Regions from separate parts of the Bactrocera dorsalis genome. Here region 2 is linked to region 1. Evidence: chromatin contacts called from public Hi-C data. All regions are on one chromosome and are shown on one strand. The core of a region is the stretch at or near the end of the contact, and the rest is flanking DNA. Distances in the headings are between cores, read along the strand shown. Region 1 has its middle 5.4 kb from the start of LOC105233600. Region 2 holds the start of LOC105222405 (monocarboxylate transporter 9).

Evidence for each region. A called contact is a pair of places that touch in the nucleus more often than the background predicts.
Region 2: a contact with region 1 is called in a Hi-C map of whole body, with 2.5 times the contacts expected there. The contact joins the promoter of LOC105222405 here to the enhancer-like site in region 1. A contact is called at or near these places in 2 of 2 Hi-C or Micro-C datasets (both in whole body).

The regions. Positions count from the first base shown.
Region 1 is chr4:40,974,051-40,976,942 of ASM2337382v1, reverse strand. No RefSeq gene overlaps it. Among protein-coding and RNA genes, the nearest start is that of LOC105233600, 5.4 kb to the right of the region's middle. Within about 2 kb of position 1,367, the one cell type or tissue checked has open chromatin away from gene starts, as enhancers often do.
Region 2 is chr4:41,012,102-41,014,993 of ASM2337382v1, reverse strand. It overlaps LOC105222405 (monocarboxylate transporter 9), which reads left to right and starts at 1,427. Exons shown (of 6, transcript XM_011199726.4): 1 at 1,427-1,766.

The DNA.
Region 1 (2,892 bases), core at 118-2,617:
TTGGGGCTGAAAGGGTTAAGGGGCTATACCAGTGGAACGCATGAAAAATTAGGCAGTCTTCGTTTTTTTTTTTTTTGAAGAAAGTACTTGATTAAATGTTTCGAACTTCTTTTAACGTAATAAGTTATAGTTTCAGCTTTCTTTTTTTTTTACAAAAATATTGAAAAATAACGGAGTTATTTGCAGCCTTCGGAAGTGCCAAAAAAAGTACCCCCACTGCTGACATGATTACGGCCGAATAAAACAAAAAAATTCAAAAAGTTTATTAAACTTAAAGATATTTCCTATACAATGACCTACTATTTTTGAATTTCGTTTATTTACGTAAAAAAATGTTCGATTTTTAATACCAAATTTACAATTTTTAACCCAGCAAAAAGATCGTAGGTCATTGTATAGTAAATTTTACCAACATTACTCAGTTTTAATTTTAAGTCGATCGGTCAATTTCTCGCTGAGATATGATGTCAGCAATTTCGACAAATGTCGTTTCGAGAAAAACGCGTTTAAAGATTCCCTTAAATATGTTTGTACCTGCGAGCGGTCGCTCTTTAGAACGCTGCCATTCAAAAACTATTCAAGATACGACCTTGTCGATTTTACAGGATATTTTCGGAAATATAGGCTATCGAGAAAGCAAAAAAAAATTATATCTCCTTCAGCCGATATTTTGTAGGGGGAAGACTTAACCTTCTAATACTATCTTAAACCAAGTGAAACCATATTTGTGAACATATTCGAAAAAATAGGTTATTTTGTTTTTAGTAAAATCCATTCTAATTTGCTTAAACTATCTTCTTTCGCTTTCCACTTTCCATCTTTACCTATCGTAACATCAAAAAATCAGTTCTTAGAATTTTAAATACATATAACATTGCACTAACCTTCCCACTCATAAGAACTTCAAATCTTATTACCATCTCTTCAGGCTTTCCTAACAATACACTAAAATTTCATCATTACAATCATCGATCAGCAGTCAACAATTGGGTATGTATGAGTCATCATGATGTTCTGTTTGGTTATCGGTTATAAAATACTTTTACCAATTATTATAATTAAATGGTAGTAGTTGTATATTCAAAAAGTCTCTTATCTCTCGCGAATGCTTATAATCGCCTCTGAGCACTTGACAGCTTATCCTCCCCGAAACAATGGCCATTGTATGTCTAAGTTGAATAGAAAAAGTCTCTACAAAAACAAAAATATACATTAATAGTGTGAAATTGTTTCGTTAAAACACTCACATGGCAACTCTGTCCGGGAGCTTTGCTAAACTACGTCATCACTCATATGTTCTTGTGTCAGTAAACAATGTGATTGCGACCGCATAAATGCAATGTTCTCGCCTTTCGGCCGCATAGTCGCAAATTGCAAGCTGGAACCTCAGCATTATTACGAGTGACAAGCGGAACGGTGCTTTCGAACGTGTTAGTATTGGCAAATGATTAAAGTCAAGTGCATTGAAAAATACAAGATAAAAATATATTGGTGCGTTATTCAGTGGGAGAGCGATGGAAAACACAACACAAAACTGCTGTCCAGAGTAAAATTGCTTTGTTCACCTAATGGATGTCTGAACAACGAAAGTTGAGATGGATAGCTATGGAGTTATATAGTACATATATCAAAGCAATCAGGGAGACGTAAATATTTGATTCCGGATATACGTGGGGAATTAATTACAGATACACATATAGTATGTACGTCTGTCCGTCTGCTCATGCCAGCGAAGTTGGACTTGGAAGCTAAAGATCTTGAATTTGGTACTGAAGACTACAATAAAGTGGAACAGTTGTCTTTTAAAACTATGGAAAAGCTATATCGACAAATCTTCATTCCTTTATAGCATTTCATCATATTAAGTAAAAATCCCATATCTTAGCATTGAATTAGCAGCATACAACAGATTTTAGCTCGGATATAATTTACTTTAATGAAAAATTGTGGAAATTGGTCAATACGTTTCCCTAACCTCTGTCCAGCCGCATGATTATTTTCGTTCTTCTGCCTGCAGACAATCGTTTCGTTTCAAAAGTTGTTGTCTTTCGTGCATTTTTGGTATAAATTTTTGCTAGCTTATCAGAATTTTTCTACTTATTTCGTTCTGACACGTCGGTCTCACTCGAACTTGACGCTTTCTTACTTATTTCTGAAGCATTTGTTTCTATGTTTGCTCTTAAAGAGCAGTGTAAACAAACGTGACCGCAAAAAGCTCTCTTTCATTGGGCTTTTTCGACGTTGCCAGATTGTAACCAAGAAAAATATTTTCATGTATTTCGGAACACTTTTTTTAAGTTCCTATTTTGATATGTGGGAAGATAGAATTCATTTCCAACTAAATTTTCAGAGGATACTCATTTATTATTTGTGCTGACATAAATTTTTTATGAACGATGAAAGTTGACACTTTTTTTAATAATTTTTAAATAAAATAGAATTTTGTCATTCACACAAGTAAGTAAGTTTCGTACCGTTTCATTCTATTTCCACTTTCAAATATAAAAACTAACTATTTTGTTGCTAATTTTTACATCCCGAACGGGGTTTAAGGTTTGCTATGAAGTTTATAACAGCGAGAAAAAGACCAGTACAGGATAGGACCAAGCTGAGCCAATTTAGCCATGTTCGTCTCTCTGTTTGTACACACATAAACGCGAAGCAGTCCCTCAGTTTTGAAGATATCGATTTGAAATTTCGCACCCCTAATTTTTTCTTTAAGAAGCTGCTGATTTGTCGAAACACGAGTCCTTTTAAGGAAAACTTTTTTATTTGACAAGATTTTACTTATTTTCTTATTTACAAAAGTTTTGCAATCATTAGTATAAGTGGGTGAAGTAATAAAAAGTCTGGCAACTCTAACGAGAGTATGATTTTAGAATCACATATATT
Region 2 (2,892 bases), core at 178-2,677, 38 kb before region 1:
CCGTAAGCTTCAAAAGTTTCATTGGTGACTTCTTCATTATTTTCACTAATTTTTGAGCAGCTGTAACTTTTTTTCAACTTCCCCGAATTTAATTTTTTTTTGTTAAATGAAGCTTAAAATCTAACCTTTCAGACATGTGATTGGTCTATTGACAAAATACGAAAATACTACCCAATATTATTTGGGAAATCACAGTTGGCTTGAAAATTTATAATGTAATGGAAGTTTGATGCGATATTCGATATTGCGACAATCAAAGTTTAATGAATTTCATAATCGATCGCTCTAGATGATGTTGGCGAGCCCGCTCCATATGGATCGTAATCTCTATTTCTATCATTATTGGTCTATTCTTGTAGTATTCTGTCCTCAGTTTTATCAAAAATTGTATAATATTTCTCTCTCATGTCGTTCAACTAAGCACCTGATTGATCCTTTAATCTCAATTATTTTCAATAAAAAGTTCACCTCATCGGCTTTTATTTTATCAATCGTTTTATTGTTTTTGTTGTAATATCAACAACTGTAGTGATTTACTGCCGAGTATGCGTGACAGCGATAAATCTTTCAAAAGGAAAACTAGCCCATAAACATCAAACAATCCGCTAACTTTGCATTGACCGCACCGTAATTTTCCCAAATGGAAATCTAATAATCAAGAGACCACACGAAAGGATATGCCATAGCCGTGGGCGTGTCAGTGTTGCGCTCCAACTGCTTGGCATACGCTCTACGCCTACTTCCACTCAAACGCACACACACATACATATACAATGTAGTCAGCATCAGCTGTGCGATGAGTCAACGCGTTCACCGAACGATGGAACGTCAGAAAAACCCAAAATACAAAATCCACGCAATCTTAAGCGGCTGGCAAAGGTAGCTTGTTATCAATTTGCCACGGCGCCTACGTACCGGCACGCCTGTGTATGTGTTAGTGCTGAGCATTCCAAACTTGTTTCAAACAACTTTTCCGGAGCAATGGCTTGCTGGTTGACCGGCCGGCCAACTCTCGGCCGCTGGCGCTAAAATATCTTTGATATTTGCTAAATCAATTGATCGTACACAACCAGTCGCCAAATAGTAATCCTCCAGATGGTTGACCTGCTTGCTACATAACTTGGCCAATATAATGTGTGCGTATGTTTGGCGGACTCGCACGTGAGCGCTTGGTGTTTTAATAGAAAAAGTCATATTTCACTTCAACAACAAATTGGCAGGAGAAGGAGACAGAGCGCGTGAGTAGAGCGAAAAAGCGTGAGAGGGAGCGAGCGTTTTGAGGAGAGCGTGTTCAGCGATTGAGCGCATATTATACTGTGAGAAATTGGAGTCAAAAAATCACTTGTTAACTACGCGCTAATATGGTACTATAGATCAGATGCAGATAGGAGTTGAGTAGATTGGTACACACATTTGTAGTTAGTCTCCTATCTGCTCCCAACAGCTTTGAGTGTTTGTATGCTGTAAGTAGTATCGCCTCACTGCCTTCGTCCGCTGAAATTCTGAATGACACAGGCAACTCACCATACATACATACGTAGATAGGGGACTACCAATCATATAACTTGTGTTTTAAATAAATACGACGGTATGGCGTGGCAATCGCTAAGTCGGGAAGCGTACGCGGTCTAGTGAACAACTTCGCTCAGCTAGCAAAATATCCAGCGGAAGAGTGAAAAAGTAAAGTCGCTGATAATAATAGTGATACAACTGGTGCTAGGGCTGGTGCTGGAGCTGGAGCCATTGAACAAGTGTAGTGAAGAAAGGTGAAGTGTTAGTGCGTAACAGATCAAAGTTATTACTAGTGAACGGTTAATATAATAGAGTGATTCCCACTGACCACTGAATTTTTTGGCGATCTTCTTGCAAACAGTGAGCAAATTTGCATACTCGCCAACCAAAATAAACGCATAGTGATTTTATACCAAAATTTTGCAAACAATTAGTGAGTTTGCGCGCGTGTGTCACGGCGTTCAAAGTACGTCTCGAATGCAGATATGCTTATGTACATATGTGTGTAAAAATGTATACGCCCACAAACACAATGAAAATTTAATACTACTCAAGTATATTATTACTCTCACCATATCGTTTACCGATTAACTAAATTTATATGGTATATTTGCGATTTAATTAAAAATTTTATTGGAGAATTCAGTTGCTTTTCGATCGCTGTGTGGCGTTGATCGCGTTTGGCGAGAAAAATATATCGCGCGTGTTGCTAATTTATTTGAGTGCGATTCTTGACTGTTAATATTTGCGAATACATAATAAGTAAATAATTTAATACAAGTTACATACATACATACATTTATGTACAATATAAGTCCGGTGCTTGTTTTTGGTTTTTGGTTGTTAGCTGTGGAAAAATACACAAATGTTTACATACATACATACGTGAATAATTAAATATTAAAGTCGAGCGTAAAGTGTGTTATAGACTACAAAAGTTTCAGAGTTATTGGGAAAAAGTTTAACCAAAAAAAAAAACTAAGTTTTTGTATATATTTCGCAAACAAAATATTTTGTTTATTATTTTTGTGCATTTTTTTGTAACTGTTATTACATTTTTGAACTAACTTTTGTAAATCAAATCATAAAATATTTTTTTTTTTATCAGAGGTGAAACAATTTTTCGGAAATTTTATTGAGAAAATTTACAAATCCAGATAAAAATATATAAAACTAGAAGTATTTTACAACAATAACTATTTTTTTAACCAAATTTCATTTATTTTTGTGATAAGCACTTGTGCAGAAATACTTTATAAACAAATTTAATAAAAATTATAAAATACGAATATCTAAAGTGCGAATCTCCATTTTTGTTTTATAAAAAAACTATAAGTTTTTATTTAAAATAAGAAAAAACGTTAACTTCCGGTAGCTATA